2 separate regions of the Mus musculus genome follow, and region 1 is linked to region 2. The links are chromatin contacts, called in public Hi-C maps. All regions are on one chromosome and are shown on one strand. The core of a region is the stretch at or near the end of the contact, and the rest is flanking DNA. Distances in the headings are between cores, read along the strand shown. Region 1 overlaps Psme4 (proteasome (prosome, macropain) activator subunit 4). Region 2 has its middle 22 kb from the start of 4930505A04Rik.

Region 1 (5,908 bases), core at 1,988-4,487, 300 kb after region 2:
TACCAGAACCATTTGTAGTTGAGGTTGCAGCTGGGGCATAGCCCAATCCTTGAGAAACAGAGGCTTAATCAGAAATAGGATGAACCTTGATCATCTTTGGATGGATTCGAAGCCTAAGATGGAGGCAGTCAGTCTGTTTCCTCATTTATCTTACATGAACAGCAGCTACCAGCATCTCAGGGAGTATCTGTTCTTAATCAAGGGGCTTTTAGGTGAGAGACATTATTGTTTTGTGGATCTCTTATGCACAGTTATTAGAACTTAGAACATGGGGCTGGAAAGATCAGCAGTTAAGAGCACTGACTGCTTTTCCAGAGGTCCTGAGTTCAATTCCCAGCAACCACATGGTGGCTCACAACCATCTGTAATGGGATGCATTGCCCTCTTCTGGTGTGTCTGAAAACAGTGACAGTGTACTCATATACATAAAATAAATAAATTAAAAAAAAAACCCCAAACAACTTAGAACATAACTGACTCATTTAGTGAATCTCTTGTGAGTTTGAAGCCAGTCTGATCTACATGGTGAGTTCCAGGCCAGCTAGGGCTATATAGTGGGACCCTGCCTAAAGGAGGGAGCAAGAGATGTGAACACTCATTATTAGTCTTAAGCTTGCTTATTGCCAAAGCTTTTTCTAAGTTAAAAATTGAATATACTTTTGAGATAAACTGTCAGTTTATTTTTATTTAGTTCTTTGGAGAGTGGGTATCACTATGCAGCCTTGACTGGTCTGAAACCCACTGTGTAAATCAGACTGGGTATGAACTTTTAATATTACCTATCCTTTTACTGCTGGGATTATGGGGGTACCACAAATGGTAGGGGTATTGGAGATACAGCTTAGTGGTAGAATGTGTCAGGCCTTAAATTTACTTCCAATGCTGGGGATGTGATCTGATAAGACAACAGTGTTCTAATTTGGCTTTATTATTAAATGCTTGATAATATGTTGATTAAAGTACAGAATAATTATTTTGTATAAATATAAAATTCTTAGTAGTATTTAGAAGTTAAGGTCCATCACATTCATGATAGGCTTTTTTTTTCCTTTTTTCTTTTAAATCTGTACATTATAAATTTACTTTCTTGACATTTCACACTGAGGAGTTCTTTTTTGAAGGGTCTCATGTAATCCAAACTGGCCTTGAACTCCTGATCCTCTTTTATCACTTCCCGAGTGCTGGTATTGTAGATATGCACTACCATGTCTGGCAGGTTGTCCATGTTATATATAGCACATTACAGGATTTTCTTTATAAATTTTTACACTTATTTATTTGATTTTTTTAAAATAGGCTGAGCACAATGGATGGATTTTATCGTGTGTGTGTGTGTGTGTGTGTGTGTGTGTGTGTTTTCCCATTTATTATACCATGGAACATCAGCTTAGTTAGTATGGACAACATAGTAAGGAACACGATTGAATAGATTAATTTTTAACAGCTTTGTTTTCCTTTTGCAGTTATATCCGACTTTATGGGAGAAAATTTAGCAAAGAAGATCATGTTCTTTTTATTAAGTTACTGTATGAGCTGGTATCAATTCCAAAACTAGAAATCAGCATGATGCAGGGATTTGCCCGTCTCTTGATCAACTTGTTAAAGTAAGTCTATTTTCTGTTATTCCTGGAGAGATTTTGTTTTTTTTTTAAGTGTTAGTGAATGAGAATCAGTTTTGAGAATAGTTTCCCATAGTTTAACTGTATGTTTTGATTTAAAAATTTATTTTCTCTGTGAAGCTTTTAGTTGTACATGTTCAATTATAGGTGGTTAGGTTTTTATATATGCTTATTGTTTGCTCCATGGGGTATAAACTATTCTTGTACCCAGCAAAGGGTAGAAACTACACATATGGTGTACCAAAACAGGAAACTTGAGCGCCAGAGAGATAACATTTAGTGCTCTAGCAAAGGACCCAGAATCCACATGCCAGATCACAGTTATCCATAATTCCATGTCTAGGCTATCCCTTGCCTTCTTTGATTGTTGAGAGTACCAGGTGTGCATAGTGTGTACATACACACACACACAGGCAAAACTCTCACACACAGAAATAAATCCTCAAAAAATGTAAAAGTATGAAATTCCTCTCCAGTAATGGTGGCACAAGTTTAAATGCTTTTTTAAATTAATTGTGCTTGGTGTTGAGAAGCACAAGTTTTTCCTTAGTGCTCATTCTACCAGTGACAGGCAAAACACCCACACTGTGATTACCTGTCCTCTTTGTGTATATACTCGGTAACCATGCATCTGTATAAATGTTTGCATATATTTCTTTTCTTTTTTTAATTAGAAAAAAGGAACTTCTTTCAAGAGATGATTTAGAGTTACCTTGGAGACCACTTTATGACTTGGTAGAAAGAATATTATATTCCAAGACAGAGCACCTGAGATTAAATTCATTTCCTAAGTAAGTATTAAAGTGCTTCTTTGAGGCCTGGCCCCTGTGCTTTAGGAGAGTGAATACAATGGGGAAATAATGGGTTAAGTAAGCAAATGCTTTGCCCTTGTTTTGTTTGTTTATTATTTATTTATTTATTGTCTGAGACAAGCTCTCTTGCCATAACTCTGGCTGTTCTGGAACCCACCATGTATGTAGACCAGGTTGTCCTTAAACTCACCAAGATTCTCCTACCTTTGCCTCCCTAGTGATACTACTGTGCCCAGTGCAAATTCATATTTTACTGTGCTCATTTCTATGTAACTTGACTTTGACTTTTACCCTTTTGAAGCTATTTGATTCTGTATTTTTTTTCAAAGCTTTTTCACTGAGACATCTCAACAGTCATCCTTACCATACTTCAGTCATTCTTTTGTTATTAGATGCAGTGGATATCTGCCATTCTTTTTTTCTTCTTAAAAAGTTACTTTTTTTCATTTGTGTGTGATTGTGTGAGTTCATGTGCACTACATGTGTTTAGCCTACTTTGGAGGACAGCAGAATGCATTGAGTCTTGGAATTGGAGCAGCTGCAGGTGGTTGTAAGCCGCCGTGTGGGTTCTAGGAATTGAACGTGGGTCATCTGTAAGAGATGCAAATGCTCTTAATCACTGAGCCATCATTCCACAAAACAATCCCCACACGCCAAACTGGCATTTTATGTACTTTACTTCATTAAGTAATGTAAATGTTTTAAGTAAGGGCCTTCCGTCTTTCCCAGGGCACTCTACACAAGTAGAGGAATGGTGGGTCCGTCCACCCCATACAGAACAAACATGCATGAGTGGTCCTCTGCTCGTCCTCCAAGTGCTGCGTCTTCACATGCCCGGACAAAGTCTCGGTGTTACTAATTAACTACACTTAGGATAGAAGCTGTTCAAATGCCAGTCCTTGGTTTTTGTCATTTCCTTGTAACATTTAGAACTATGGCTGTCTTGCTGATTATTGGTTCCTTGCATGTACATCATGATTATTGAAGACCTAATGTTGAAAATTTTTGTTGTATTTATTTTAAATGTGCAAAGTATAACATGATCATTTGTCACTCTGTGCTGCTAGGCAGTCATCGCAGACTAAGTATCATCTTCACGTACATGGTTTTGTCTACTGTGATTACTTTTCCTCCAATGTTTTAGTATCCATGCTCTTTGCAAATTTGGCTTAAGATATGTAATTAAAGTTTACTTTTTAGAAATTAAAAATTATTTGTTTTTTGGTTTTTTTTTTTTAAGACAGGGTTTCTTCATGTAGCCTTGGCTATCCTGGAACTACTTCTGTAGACTGGGCTATATTCTACTCACAGAGATCTGCCTGCCTCTGCCTGTCAGGTGCTGTGATCAGAGGTGTGCGGCACCACCATCTGGCTTAAAAGTTAATTCTTAAAAGCAAGCTCTTGTTAGGTAGCTAAGCTTCAGATTCTTGGTAGCCCAGACTAGCCTTGGCCTTATAATCCAGTTGCCTCTGCATCTAAGTACTGGGATTGTTGGCATAAATACGCCACTTGTTCTTTAGGTTTTATTAACTGTTTTCAGTTACAACCCCAAGTGAGATCACTTATTTACTGATTTCCTGAAGAACATTGTTTATGTGTCTGTATTAACTTTTCTCTTTCATAAGTCAAAATTTTAAACACTGGTGTGATTTCTTTCACTTTCTTAGACATGTTGATATTGCCTCAAATCTAAGGCCTAGGTCAACAGTCTGAACTTCTTGCATGTGACTGCAAATGGCAGATTTTTTAAAGGTTTTTAGATTATAGATTTAGTGGTGAAGAATGAAAGTGTATAAATGGAGCAGTGAAAAATGATTACAGGCAGTTGTGAACTTAGCCCTTAGTTGGATTTTGGGCAAGTGGTATATGTAGTCATGAATCATGTTGTCCTTGAGGTTTCTTATCTTACAATTAGGAAACTTCCAACCATGGGCAAACTGAAATTCATATGAAACTGAACGGTACTGTGTACAAATAGACTTCTTAAAAATTCTTGATAAGGGCTGGGAAGATGGCTCAGTGGTTAAGAGCACTGTCTGCTCTTCCAGAGGACCTGAGTTCAATTCCCAGCACCCACATGGCAGCTGACAAATGACTATAGCTCCAGCTCCAGGGAATTCGACACCCTCACACAGACATATATGCAGGTAAAACACCAGTGCACATAAAACAAAATCCTGTAAAACAAAACAAAATTGACACAGAAAAAACAAGTATACTGTGACTAATACAGTACCTAGACAACTAAGGGAAGGTTACAGAAAAGTTTAAGAGAGCAAGCAAACCAAACCAAAAAAGGATAAGAGTATAATTTCTTATTGAAAGTGTGCTTAGCATTTGCAAGGCCCCCGGCTCAATTTCTAGTACTAAATACCATCCATATTCATTCTCTATACTCAGTGACAAAAATAAATACATACAAACAGTACTTTTGGGGAGGCCACTTGGGTCAGCAGGGAAAGGTGCTTGTTCCGAAGGTCTAATGTCTGGAACAATTGAACTGACTCCACAGAGTGTCTGTGACCTCTTCATGCACTCATGGTGCATATCCTACTCCCACATCATGCACACATCCACAAGAATAATAACCTTAAAATCATTAATATATAAGTACCACTTTAACTTTAAAAGAGAATTATTATAAAACAGTTTCAAACACGCAGATGTCATTAAAACAAAATTACCTTAAGCTAGGCATGGTGCTACACACCTTTAATCCCAGTATTCTGGAGGCAGAGGCAGGTGGGTCTCTGTAAATCTACAAAGTTAGATCAGGATAGCCAAGACTACACAGAGAAATCCGAACAAAAACCCAACAAAACAAAACAAAACCAGACCTATTTAACATAAATTTGTTTGGATTGTAAAAAGAAAAGATCAAACATTTTATGCAAACAAATATAAGGACAGGAAAGATGGCAAGGTAGTTAAGATCACTGACTGCTCCTACAGAAGACTTGAATTTGATTCCACATGGCAGTTCACAATGTTTTACAACTGCCTTTGGGGAATATGACCCTCTTCTGGCCTCTTTGGGCACTATGCACACATATACTGTAGACCAAACACTCATAAAATAAAATATATAAAACCAAGCATGATGATGCACACTCTTAATCCCAGCACTCAGGAGGCTGAGGCAGGTGGATCTCTGTGAGTTAGAGGCTAGCCTGGTCAACATAGTTTCAGGAAAGTTGAACTATATATTGAGAATCTATCTCAAAAAACAAAACAAATACAAATAAAGAAATGAAGTCATAAGAAAAGGAAACACATATTGAAATACATATTAGGGCTTAGGAGAAAGAATATAACAGATGTATTACATAGAGGCAAAAGAATGACTAGTGAGAGGAAATAATGTAAAGCCACAGGGAATGTGTACAGTAGACTTCTGGGAAGAGTATCAGTAAAAATGAGATCTGGAATTCGGTGCTCAAAGAATAATACATAGCTCGGTGTGGTAGGCAGATCTCT
Region 2 (5,610 bases), core at 149-2,648:
GGCCTTTCTCTAGACATTTAAGGGTTCCTTTATCCAGACATTTAATTTTGGCCCTAATATTATGGAAACTCTGGGAGAATAGGTCAAAAGGACTTGTTTCCCATCTGGAGTCTCGGGATCCAGAGGGCCTTTGTAAGGTAATCTAGAGATTGAGGCAGGTTTTCATGTTTTCCTTGGATGACTTTTTGGATATTTTTAAGGACAGTTAACTACTTTTAGGACAGCCTTACAGAGACTGGCCAGGAGGTAAGTTATAAATTGATCTCTAGTGAAAATGCCCCAAGAATTGTAGCCTCACTCAGGGTTCTAGTTAGAGACTGCCTCAGCCCAAAATGGGTAGATGGCATTAATTTGGTGGATCTTATCTGCCTGTGGGCCAGTCAGGGGGAAGTAAAGGTGGCACCATGGCAGAGCAGGAGGAAGTAGGAGGAGGCTGCTGGTAGGCTGAAAGTAGGCATCATCGAGGGTTGATGGGCAATCTATCACTGAGGAGAGAGAGGAGAACCAGAAAAAGAAACCAGGAGAGGGGGTTGTCAGGGGAGGCTTATTAGTTTGATTAAAAGTAGTGGAGGAGTGATTTTGTTCAGACTTCATGGCTAGAAAAAACTGAGTAGGGAATACAAATAATTACAAAGTGGGTGTTTATGAACCCACAACTTTAGTGAAGAAGTGGAAGCTCCTAGAAGGCAGGGATGGGTAAGGCTTTCTGTGTACCTGTTCTGGACAAAACCCACTCCCTATAGTCTGGACATAACCACTGTCCTTGTTTTGCAACAAGAACCCATTGCTTTTCTTTACTTCTATTTCTGTTGCCAATATCCTTCAATACAGTTTCTCCTACACTCTGCCACTGAAGCTCTTTTCTTTGCCTGAATGCCATGCTTTCACAAAGGATCACCCATTATATAACCATTGTGTCTTCCTCCTTGGGTGCTACATCACTACAGTGCAGTCTTCTTGGTAGGCCTAAGGGCCTAAAAGCAGTCACAAGTGAAAGAGTTTCAAGGAAACTATGCCTCCTGGAACCTTGGCATTCCCATAGCCCATATGCTCAAACCCTGTCTCTGAGTTAGCCTGATGTATGGATCTGAGTGCTTTCTTGTATTATAGGTACTTCCAAGAAATGATTTTACAAGTACTTAATCAGGTTAAATTTTACTCTCTGGTTTTCATCAATGTCCCAGACAGCCCTTGAACCAACTTGGAGCTTGGAATTCAGTAAGAAAATTACCTATCCAGTAACATTCAAATTCACTTCTAGTAGAGACATTGAAACTAAATAAGCATTACAAAGAACAGAGCTAGAAAAGCTCAGGGCTGGTCTGCATAGTGATAACTTAGGACAATAGTTTGAGTTTCACCCAAACACAGGAATACACAATGGCCTAACAAATAGGTGGGCTGTCCCATGAAAGAGTTGGTGGAAAGGGAATTCCCCTGGTACAGGTTTCTTCTCTAGGCCCAGAGGAATAGCATCATCAGGTATTTACTAAAGAACCCCTGGTGGTGGGTTTAACAATAGACTAGCTTTGCATCAGAGCATTCACTGGCTCCATTTTAAGTGGTAAACACGACCTGGTTCCCTGCCATAATTTTATATATGCATTCTTTTTTTTTTGTTTGTTTTGTGTCAATGTAACTTGGCAGGTGTGTTCGCCTGGCTTTTCTTGTTTTTCTTCTGTATTACAAGTCTGGTGTTCGTTTGGACAAAATACATTCAGAGCCACACTCCCTTGTGTCCTGTCTCTTTGTCACCCCCTTCTCGCCGACTCCATGTCCACCTGCTGGAACCTCTGATTCCCACGGATTGAGGGGGTCTGACTAGGCCCGGTCCGTGGCACTTGGGTGCTGTGATTTAGGTGATCAAACGGTGGTGCTTAGGATCAGTAAAGAAATAGCTGATTCTTCTATTACTTCCTTGAAAAATCATCTCTCACAAAGATACTTTTTTTTTTTTTTTTTTTTTTTTTTGGTTTTTCGAGACAGGGTTTCTCTGTGTAGCCCTGGCTGTCCCGGGACTCACTCTATAGACCAGGCTTGTCTCAAACTCAGAAATCCACCTGCCTCTGCCTCCCAAGTGCTGGGATTAAAGGCATGCTCCACCATGCCCAGCACATAGATACTTTTGCTTTAGTGTTTCCCTTCTGTAGTGTTGATATCTACACTACATTCCCAAAGAATTAGCACACAATATACTCTCTGTGCAGATTTCTTAATAGAGTTTTGTATGCATGTTCTTCATCCAGATTGATCTGTAAAAAACTTCCTAGAAATGTTGCCTTTGTCCTTGCAGAGTAAAATAATGGTAATTCTCACTTTTTAAAATAGTCTGAAATAGAAATTCCATCTTTAAGACAGTGGATCTGCTGAACCTTCTAATCTTCCTCCCAACAACATCTAACATTTTTGACAAATGATGAGAGGAAAGGAAGAAAGGGAGAAAGACTGCATTTGTTGATACTTTCAGAATCTATGAGGGAAATTGGAAATAAACATGTACTTTGAAGATAAAAGATGCATCTGGGACATCCAACCACGAATGCACTCTGATTTTTTTTCCTAGCAGAGGAGAAAGGGTAATCTAGATTCCCTGAAAAGTGGAAAGTAAACCACTTCCCATCTGCTGGTAAGCTCATTTAAGAACCAGATATTTACATTTTAATTTAATAAAATTATCAGAACTTGGTTTTATTCTCAATCACAAACCAAAGCCAGATGTATGGCTAGTGGTAGAAAGCTTACCTAGCATGTGTGTGGAATAAAACAGACAGAAAAAAAAATCAATATTCCTCACCAAGACCTGTGAGTTAATTAAGGAAAAGTTACCTTCTATCCAGGATTCTAAATATTAGGAATCACTATGACATTTAAAAACATTTAAATTAACATTTAAAATATTTAAAAATTAACTACTAATTACATATTTGTATTTCTTTTTACATAATTTCCACCTTTGTTAAAATAAAAACAGAAATAAGAGAACAGAAAAACAACCTTGGGGGCATGAGTCTTTATGGCGGCTACCATAAGACATAAGAATTTGTTGGCACAGTGCTTTTTGTATTGTGTGTTCTTGATGCAAATGACTATGGTTCAGTTTACATACCATGCCAGTCTGACAGAAGGAAAACTCAGAAAACACCCATGTTACTAAGCCCAGGTGTCTGGAGGCTAAGATTTTTCAAAACTGATTTTAATTTTGGTTCTTTAATGCTTGAACCTCCCTTTTAGCCACCCCCCACCCCCAAGAGGTAGGGGTAAAGAATCGTTAATAGGAAACAGAGGTTGTGGACCTGTTTTGAAATAGTATTTTGGGGGCTATTTCAATCATTCTTGTCAGCAGGCCAGTACACTAGCAAAACACCAAACAGGAATCATCAATGGCAGTCTAGTATACTGAGCAAACATGAATCAGTAGCAGCAGCTCGATCCAGAAGAAACCAAGAGGCTCCACTGATTCTCACAAGTCCACGGAAGTGGCAAGAACTAGCCAGAATAACCAGAAGTTCTTTGGTGTGTTTCTCTCCACAAAGTCATGACAAACAATGCAAGAGTATCATCCCCAAAGACCAGCATCAGGGAAGCCCAATCATGACCAGCAAAGAGTGGCAAGGTGAACCAATGCAAGAATGTCTGTTGGGTTATACTTATGCTCTTTCCAAACATCAAATGCCCTTTCACCAGGCAGTTTCCAGAAGAACACCACATGCGTCTGTTCTCAGCAAAACATTCTTTCATGTGTCTGCCTCAGCAAAACATCTTCTCATGAGACAGTTTCCAGAAAAATATCCCATGACACAACTGAGTCTCCAACAAAACCAGAAATTCCCACTTCAGGTGTCTTGTTTTTGGTTTTGTTTGCTTCTCTGAAGTACTGGAGATGGGGTTCAGGCCCACACATGCTGGGCAAGTGTTCTTTTGTTCCTTTTTTTTTTTTTTTTTTTTTTTAGTTTTTTGAGACAGGGTTTCTCTGTGTAGCCCTGGCTGTCCTGGAACTCACTTTGTAGACCAGGCTGGCCTCGAACTCAGAAATCCACCTGCCTCTGCCTCCCAAGTGCTGGGATTAAAGGCGTGCACCACCACCGCCCGGCTGGGCAAGTGTTCTACCTGAGCTTTACCCCTAGGCCCAGGATTGGCTTACAAGATGTCAGGAGCAATCCTAACATGTGGATAGGATGAGAAGTGGTGCTGCTCTGGTTTTATCAGCCCAGGGACCAAGTACCAACCTGTACATATCTTTGGCATAGGACTTCTGTGAATATCTCTTATCACCCCTGGGTTGTCCCCTGGTTTACCTGCATTTGGTAAATATGTAACTTCTGGACTCTGCAGCTAAGGATCCCAGGACATTGCTAACTAGTTTTGGGCTGGGCCCAGAATGCAGGTCTCATGACTCACTTGCTCTCTGCATTTGTTCCTTGAATGAGTTACAGTTATGAGGAATCTTCCTTTTTTGGAGAAGTGAACATCTTTGATACCTGTATCTGCTGTCATGGGGGAAACATAAAATATATACCATATTGGTCACATATACTTCCCCAAAAAATCATAATGTATTTTGTGGAATATCAATTAATAAAAAAAAAGAGGTCATAGGTTTAAAAAGGTGAGCAAGGGGATACATGGGAGGATTTAGACTGAGGAAAGAAGGAAATGATGTCATTAGTGTCAAAAGTAGAATAACTTTAAAAAGCCATAATGGTCAGCAGATTCCAACAAAATCAAATTAATGGACATTGTTGCCTGGCTTCTCCACTCTTGCTAGTTCTCTCCTTTGCTGTGTATCTGTCCAGTGACAAGACCTTCTCTGATCTTGAGATCCAGTTTTAGGTGAACTTTGAGTTTATTGAAACCCTTATGATTAGGCACCTAATGCCCATAATAGAAGCATTCTTTCTCAGTTCTTGGTTATTCCCTGTTAGGTAAGATCCACTCATTACCATTTTTCCTCCTGTTACCAAAGTCCTACTGAGCTTTCCTTGGTTTATGTATTTGAGTGTCCTGTCCATATATCCCTGGAACTGAAGGTACAGCTAATTGTGAGTTGCCATGTGTGGGTTGAGAGCTGAAACTAGATCTTCTTCAGGAGTACTAAGTGCTGAGCTAATGCTATGGCTACAGCCCATTGACTAAGTTTCTTTTTAAGGGTAGAAACTTTTATATGAATACATAAACATTATTTCAATTCTTCTGTCAGTCATACTGCTCAGGATTCTGGTTGCTTAAGGGATAGAGAGTGTGGATATGAGGAGTGTTGAGGCACCAGTTGACAGTCACTGAATTAAGTATCTTTCCCTTAGAAATTTTTACGTTTATAAAATGTCTAATTCTGACAAAACTTTTCTTATTACAATATTTAAATAATGTATATATGTGCCCTCCCCAGCCTTAAGCAGTTTTTTGGGTTTTTTGGTTTTCTTTTTGCAGGCTGTATAGACCTTAAGTGCTTGCCACAATGGACCTTAACGATCTAGGTGGAATCATCTGCCCTGGTTACTTGGGCAGCTTCCTACGGGAACTTAGAAGAATAGACCATCTGCTGAGCTTGCTTTGCTTCATTATCCAGCTGAAACAAAGAATGAGTTTTGTAGTTTTCCCTTTATAAGCTGG

Evidence for each region. Hi-C and Micro-C count contacts between places; a contact is called where the count stands out from the background.
Region 1: a Hi-C map of embryonic stem cells shows a contact between it and region 2, with 2.0 times the contacts expected there. The contact joins two enhancer-like sites. A contact is called at or near these places in 4 of 484 Hi-C or Micro-C datasets (the HPC-7 cell line and embryonic stem cells) and 1 of 115 datasets of contacts at active chromatin or transcription factors (embryonic stem cells).

What each region holds. Positions count from the first base shown.
Region 1 is chr11:30,789,629-30,795,536 of GRCm38.p6, forward strand. It overlaps Psme4 (proteasome (prosome, macropain) activator subunit 4), which reads left to right. Exons shown (of 47, transcript NM_134013.3): 2 at 1,464-1,604; 3 at 2,294-2,410. Among named protein-coding and RNA genes, the nearest start is that of Psme4, 21 kb to the left of the region's middle. Within about 2 kb of position 3,238, at least 7 of the 459 cell types and tissues checked have an H3K27ac peak or open chromatin away from gene starts, as enhancers often do. A contact at or near this core is called in embryonic stem cells, where this site is marked.
Region 2 is chr11:30,490,738-30,496,347 of GRCm38.p6, forward strand. No RefSeq gene overlaps it. Among named protein-coding and RNA genes, the nearest start is that of 4930505A04Rik, 22 kb to the left of the region's middle. Within about 2 kb of position 1,399, at least 7 of the 459 cell types and tissues checked have an H3K27ac peak or open chromatin away from gene starts, as enhancers often do. A contact at or near this core is called in embryonic stem cells, where this site is marked.